Regions from separate parts of the Xenopus laevis genome. Here region 1 is linked to region 2. A link is a contact called in public Hi-C data. All regions are on one chromosome and are shown on one strand. The core of a region is the stretch at or near the end of the contact, and the rest is flanking DNA. Distances in the headings are between cores, read along the strand shown. Region 1 overlaps bahcc1.S (BAH and coiled-coil domain-containing protein 1). Region 2 overlaps bahcc1.S (BAH and coiled-coil domain-containing protein 1).

What was found. A called contact is a pair of places that touch in the nucleus more often than the background predicts.
Region 1: a Hi-C map of the XTC cell line shows a contact between it and region 2, with 2.0 times the contacts expected there. The contact joins two enhancer-like sites. A contact is called at or near these places in 2 of 4 Hi-C or Micro-C datasets (the XL177 cell line and the XTC cell line).

What each region holds. Positions count from the first base shown.
Region 1 is chr9_10S:23,581,599-23,585,037 of Xenopus_laevis_v10.1, forward strand. It overlaps bahcc1.S (BAH and coiled-coil domain-containing protein 1), which reads left to right. Exons shown (of 28, transcript XM_018238333.2): 3 at 930-1,112. Among protein-coding and RNA genes, the nearest start is that of bahcc1.S, 61 kb to the left of the region's middle. Within about 2 kb of position 2,178, at least 1 of the 7 cell types and tissues checked has an H3K27ac peak or open chromatin away from gene starts, as enhancers often do.
Region 2 is chr9_10S:23,530,839-23,534,251 of Xenopus_laevis_v10.1, forward strand. All of the region lies in intron 1 of bahcc1.S (BAH and coiled-coil domain-containing protein 1), which reads left to right. Among protein-coding and RNA genes, the nearest start is that of bahcc1.S, 10 kb to the left of the region's middle. Within about 2 kb of position 2,148, at least 1 of the 7 cell types and tissues checked has an H3K27ac peak or open chromatin away from gene starts, as enhancers often do.

The sequences.
Region 1 (3,439 bases), core at 928-3,427, 51 kb after region 2:
GCAACAACACTTATAATTTAGTGGCAGCTGGGAGTCCATTGGTGGTGGGGGTAAGGTATAGAGAAGTCACAGGATGCTGGCATGATTTGCTTGAAGATGCTTTTTGATTTTGAGTGAAGACCAAATAATACAGATTACATTCATTGCCTACATAGCTCAGATCTGACAAATTATTTCATTTTGTCATCCTTTTCCCCTTTGTTTATTCGCCCTTTCCCTTTAGTGCTGAGTATTTTATTTTACACACTAATTCATTTCTTTCATCATGTAACAAAGACCAATTAACCCACATTTTTATTTAACAATTTCCTCCCTCTTTTCTGAATATATGAGCATGAACTGAAACAATTAATTTTTATGGCACTGTAGCGATTGTTTGCATGTTGGTTTTATCTTAAATTCCATGGTTTCGGTCTGTCCAGCTAGGAAAACTCCCACTGGGGCAAAACTTTGTAGGAGGATGCCCAGGGCTGGATTAGTCCAGTCGCTAAGGCACTAGTATGCCAGTACTAATTTGGATTAAATGGACCAAGTTTTATAATGTTAATATTTTTTCTGTTACAACATACTCATCTTCCATTTTATATTTTAAATAGACCGCAACGAATGATGGTATAGCATTTTGTATAATTGCAGTACTTGTATATTTCCCTGTATTTTGTTTAATAATCAGACATGGATATTACCTCTTTGCTTATATAAGTGGAGCCTTATCTATAGACACCAGCACATGCTTTTTAAACCAATACAGGTACTGTGGCTATGCAATAAGATGTCTCTTGACATTTATACAAAGTGGCAACTCTTTCTTGTACAAATGCAGATTTCCACAGAAGCTATATTTTGTGCACAAAGTGATTTCTGGCTTATTGTATAATAAATGCAAAATTTAATTATGTATTTACAAGATTCCTTTTTTCTCTCTGCAGCTGGGAGCGCTTTAATGGCAAACTCCTCACCCTCTTTCATGGGCAGTTTCCTGAGTAGCAGCCTTGGTTCAGCAGCAGCAGCAGCGCATCCAGCAGGAGCATCAAACTCCCCCCAAGAAACCACCTACAGGGGACCCCATGGGACTGGCACCTCCCAGATCTGGTTCTCTCACTCCCATGAAGGTCAGTGACAGGGGTGAAATCAAAATGAATAAGTGTGCAGGATCTGTGTGACTTTTTGTAAGATGCCTCATGGCTATGTGTGAAATGTGAAACACATTCCTTCTATGGCTTCTGCTTTAAAGACTATGTGGGTGCCCTCAGCAACGTGTGTGTGTCTGTCAAGTAGCATTAACTATCTCTTTATTTCATGCTTTACATCCCAGTAATCTTGATAAGCAGGTAAAATTCAAGTTATGTGTGTGTGTTTTTTTTTTTTTTTTTTAAACCCTCCTGACACACACGAATATTATATGAAAGTGGGGGTCATGATATTGACTGAAACTGATATGGAATGGTCATGTGACTTGCAGCACTTGGAGCTTGCTGGGTCCCGTCATCATGAAAAACATATTCTTTTTTTATTTCTTTTTTTTTTAACTTGTTTTAAAAGTAAAACAATACTATAATTTGCAGCAGGAATGTTTTCTCTATTTACTGGCGGTAGGTGGGGTCATGAAAGGGTCATTGCTAGTTCTGCACAGAAAGATAGCACCACTTTTTGTCAGTCACATGCAAAACACCACCCATGTCCGTTACAGAGATATAGGATAAGTAAAGCCAAGCTTCAAAGTACTTGCCTGTCTGAGAAGTAGTTCACTTTAAATGAGCTAAATACTAACTAGAAATATTAAACCAACTTTTATGTACTTTTCACGCTGAGGGCACACAGGCTGAAGTATCTGCTCCTTGCCTCTGCTCTGCTCCATTGATTTGAATCCGATCAGCCTGCGTGTGCACGAACACAGCAGAGTTGAAACTGGACATGAAAAATAGAATTGAACAATCACAAGTATATTATAATTATGCTCAGATGAGACCCTTGCCTCAGGCGGCAGTGAGCGGCCAGTTACAAGGGGTGACAAAAATCCGCCTCTTGTAACTTCAAGAGCCGAATTTCCGTGTTTTAACCCGGAAATTTGGCTCCGCTAGTGCAGAGAGCGCAATTGCGCTCAATGCACTAGCGATGCTGGTCCCTTTTGACACGCTTCGGCACAGATTTTTAAGCACTGAGAGGGGGCGGCATCATCTGGGCTGCACCCCCGAGATCGCCGCTGATTATGCTAACAATAGTAATAAAGTAGTAATAAAAATAGTAATATTTTTCATAATGTTCACAATTGTAATAATAATGATAATGCATTGGTCCACACTGGGACCAATGGCTGCCCCTTAGATAACCGGTCAAAATACATACACTGCTTTTTAATATTGATTTTGGCTGATCCTGAAATAAAAACACCTTTGTCTTGAATAGAAGATCAATTAACTGGAGTCTTTATCCATCAGCAACTAGAACATTTTGCAACAATAGCAACATTATCAGTAGCTTAGTTTTGTTATAAATTTGTCTCCATTCATTCATTCTCTGTGGATTTTCAGAAAGCACAATAGGCCTAGGCTATAACCTGCCCCCTGCTACCCTCATCCCCGCCCTAGATAAACTGGTTTGGTAGCATTGCAGGGAGACACCTGGGAGCTTAAGGTTAGAGGTTAGCTTTTCACACTGCAGAACCCTTATTACAAACTGACAACCGCTAACATGACACTATATAACATACACCATACATAAATAAATTATTTAAAAGGATCTGAACGTGTACATATATTACTGTTTATGGTATAGTTTCATTTAAAGAGCTTTGGAATGTTACCACTAAATTTGCTTATACTTGTAATTATTACTTTAAAGAATATTTCACAGTAGGACAGGGGTTCCCAAACTATGGGACTGCTTGGAGCAGGGTGGGGGGAGGCAGAGATTGAGTTATGAGGGAAACTAGGGTGCTGTCCACAATTTTGCCCTAGATATGTTTAATAATGACTAATGTAGCAGGGTCTGTAGATCTATAACCTTGTAATTATCCAAACAGGGCCCTAACCAAAGGTTGCCTTCCAAGGAGATCTTGAACATTAAAAATCTGACTGACTGCACTTGTTAGGTTCAGCCTGTATGGTCCTGTATACATCCTCCTGATATGTCTTAGATCTAGAATATCAATGATAATGTTTTTTCCAGGGGTAAAATTGCACTTGTCAAATACAGGCAATTGTTGACATCCTTTTAATATTCTTTAAAGGGGTGGTTCATACTTTAATTTATAGAATGGTCAATTCTAAGCAACTTTTCAATTGGTCTTCATTATTTATTTTTAATTATTTGCCTTATTCTGAATCTTTCCAGTCCCCATCTAAAAGCAAATGCCATATAAGGCTACACATATATTGTTATTGCTATGCCATTCCATGTTCATGTCCTGGTTAAGTGGTAGTGTGTCCACTTTAATCTG
Region 2 (3,413 bases), core at 898-3,397:
AAACGGTGAGTTGTGATGTCATTTCTGTCACATTACTCACTGAAATTTGTGTATTATAATAAATAAAGTACCCCCAGTTGCAAAATATGAGGATATTAGAAGTTACCTCGGAGTTCCATGACCTGTATAAAAACACTCGGCCTTCGGCCTCGTGTTTTTATATGGTCATGAAACTCCTCGGTAACTTATAATATCCTTATATTTTACAAGAGGGGGTACTTTATTCACTATATATATATATATATATATTTCTCCAATAAGTATCCGCACTCCAATGCAATATAGAATAAGGAGAGGTGCACGGTAATTTTTGCATACACCAAGTTTCCAAACCAGCACTCCCTTTGTTGAAAAAATTTAATTTTTATTATTACATAGTATCTATTTCCAACGTTTCGGTCCCTGCTGGGACCTTTTATAGATAGATAGATAGATAGATAGATAGATAGATACAGTGACTTCTACTTTAATTCAGGAGATACATTATTTCTTATGTCATGTGAAGTGTCAACACTAAACACGTTTATACGGTATACTACACAAAAGACATGAATATCTCTCATGTCTTATAAATTATATCCTTATGAACGGTGAGTACTGATGTCATCAGTTATAAACTGTGAGCAGTGATGCCATTTCTGTCACAAGACTCACTGAAACTTGTGTATTATAATAAATAAAGTACCCCCTGCTGCAAAATATGAGGATATTAGAAGATACCTCGGAGTTCCAAGACTGTATAAAAACACTTGGCCTTCGGCCTTGTGGTTTTATATGGTCATGGAACTCCTCTGTGACTTCTAATATCCTTATGTTATAGTGCAGTTTATTCACATCACTTGTGTGTTATATAAGTTAGCAAGGTGTGAAGAGACAAAATGAACAGGAATAATAAACATACATCAAGTATTTGTCTATACACAATTTTAATACTCTACCTAGTGGATACACTACATAATAATACAAAAGAGAGAGGTTAGCTACATTCATATGTACATACAGCTCTCTTTAATTTAAAAGTAAAATATTCCTGTGACCGCTAAATTGAGCAACTATTTAGAATGTAATAGCATATTAATAGGTTAGCAAACAGGCCAACGAATATCTGCCCCGAGAAAAGGCATTAGGAATCAGTACATGTACAAGTGAGTATTCACACCACTCAGCAGGAGACTCAAGGAGGCTGTAACTACCGAAATGTTTCAGGTAAATTTTAGTTTGTTATAGTATGGCTACTAATTCTTAGTTTTTAGTGCCTTCATTTTTTTTTATAGTTTTCGAATTATTTGCCCTCTTATTATGACTTTTCCAGTTTTCAAATGGGGACCACTGACCCCATCTAAAAAACAAATGCTCTGTAAGTCTACAAATATATATTTATTGCTAGTTTTTATTACTCGTCTTTCTATTCTAGTCCTCTCCTATTCATATTCCAGTGTCTTATTTGAACCGGTGCATGGTTGCTAGAGAAATTCGGACCCTAGCAACCAGATTGCTGAAACTGCAAACTGGAGAGCCATCGAATAAAACAAATTAAAAATTAACAACCACTTTAACAGCCAATAAACACTGCGACTCACTGGGAGCTCCATTGTTCTATACCTGTCCAGTTTGCACGCTGGGCAAATTACACAAAATTTAATATAGTCTCATATAGTTGTGTTTGTATTGTGTCACAGAGAGGCTGCATTAGAAAGTCTTGCAATACCACAATCCTTCTAAACGGAGATATTTGCTATACAGTGGCACTAGATAAAAATCGCCTATATAAGTATACAATGGATGCAAATAGAGAGAGCTGGCTGCACCGTCATTGTCCATGCTTCTGCTTAAATAACTATTTTATATCTTTATTAGTAAAAATTAGTAAAAAAAATAAAGGCGTAGCACAGCAGATAAGACCATCAGCACTATTTCTGTTTGAAATTTTAATAAATATTCAACTATACTTCAAGACTGCCACGTCTTCCTGTGTTGAATGACCCATTAGGACTTTGTGTATGTGTGCGTCTGTAGTTCAGCTATTACATACGGGCAGCTGCAGGGAATCATTACTTGTTTTATCACCCACATACCCAGGGTGAGGCGTCCAGTGACCGCGTGGTTGCTGCAAAAAAAGGGGATTAATAGCTGATGCAGTACGCCTGAAACACGAGAGGGTTAATGCTAAAGGCCCAGTTGGAATGTGGCCACCGGCCAGCTGAAGGTTCCGAGTTGAGTGGGGTAAATATTCGGCTAAACCTGTGTTATCTGTTGTGTAAGTGGAAGGGAAGTGTGACATGCCAGCACTAGATTCCTTTCCATTTCTATGGCAGATGTGTAAGTCAGCACTTTCCGACTGGAATGGGGAACTTGCCATACTGATTGCCCTTAGATCGGCTTCTATTCTGTGCTGTCTGCAAGGAAATGCCCTTTCTGCTAGGCTGCCAGGAAATACAATCTCTCTAGATTTCGTACAGTTCATCTTCCCACCGTTGATGAAGGATTTCATATAGAACAAAGTTGATGTTCATGGTACAGTGTAGAGCTGCGGGGACATTTGGACTGCATATAGTATGTATGTTCTAAATTCTCAGGACGGAGTACAGAATTATTTATGGGAAAGATTCTGGATAGTCTGCCGCTCACCCATACCCCAAATGGGGTACTAATGTGTCTTTTTGTGACAGTAAGATGTTTGGTGGCAGAGCACTTGCTCTGTTTTAGTGCAGCTCAGACATTTTTTTTCTTCTTACCAGAGCAGAGTGATAGATATAGTACAGATTATTGCAGGATGACTCCACACACCAGGGTGGGGGAAGCCTTATAGCATGTAGTGACTATAGACTATAGTCACCCCAAATTATACTGTGTTTGCATTGTTCCACCACCCCGTGTATACGTAGCAGCACCCTTTGGAAAGAAGATCATATAAATCTCTAGAAGATTTTGAATTAGATCCCCCAAAAGTATTTGGAATGTTTGAAAGAGACGGTAAAGTCACTTGAGATTATTCATACAAAAATTCCGAAAATTGATTCTTTGACACTAAGTGCAGTCTGTGCTTGTACTGATCATACAGGTTACTGCAAAATATCAGAGATGGCTTAGTCAACCCCTTACAAGGGTTAGAAAGAGGATAACTTAAATGCAAAATAATTGCAATATGGAACAGCGGCCCATGGGGAAGATATCGCTTGTCTTGCCTGCTGGCACCCACCTATGCCATAACCAACCCCATTTATGTTTCCCTTTTCTAACTACTTTGTTTTAGGAGTATACGTATAACAAAAAAAAGTCAAAACCACAAATCAGACGCAAATATATACAAATTTTCAATACAAGTCCAGTCATTTGCCATACATTACATTTGCACTGCATGTGTAGTTTATTTTAAAGATATAGATTATAATAGATTTATGCGCGATTAAGTA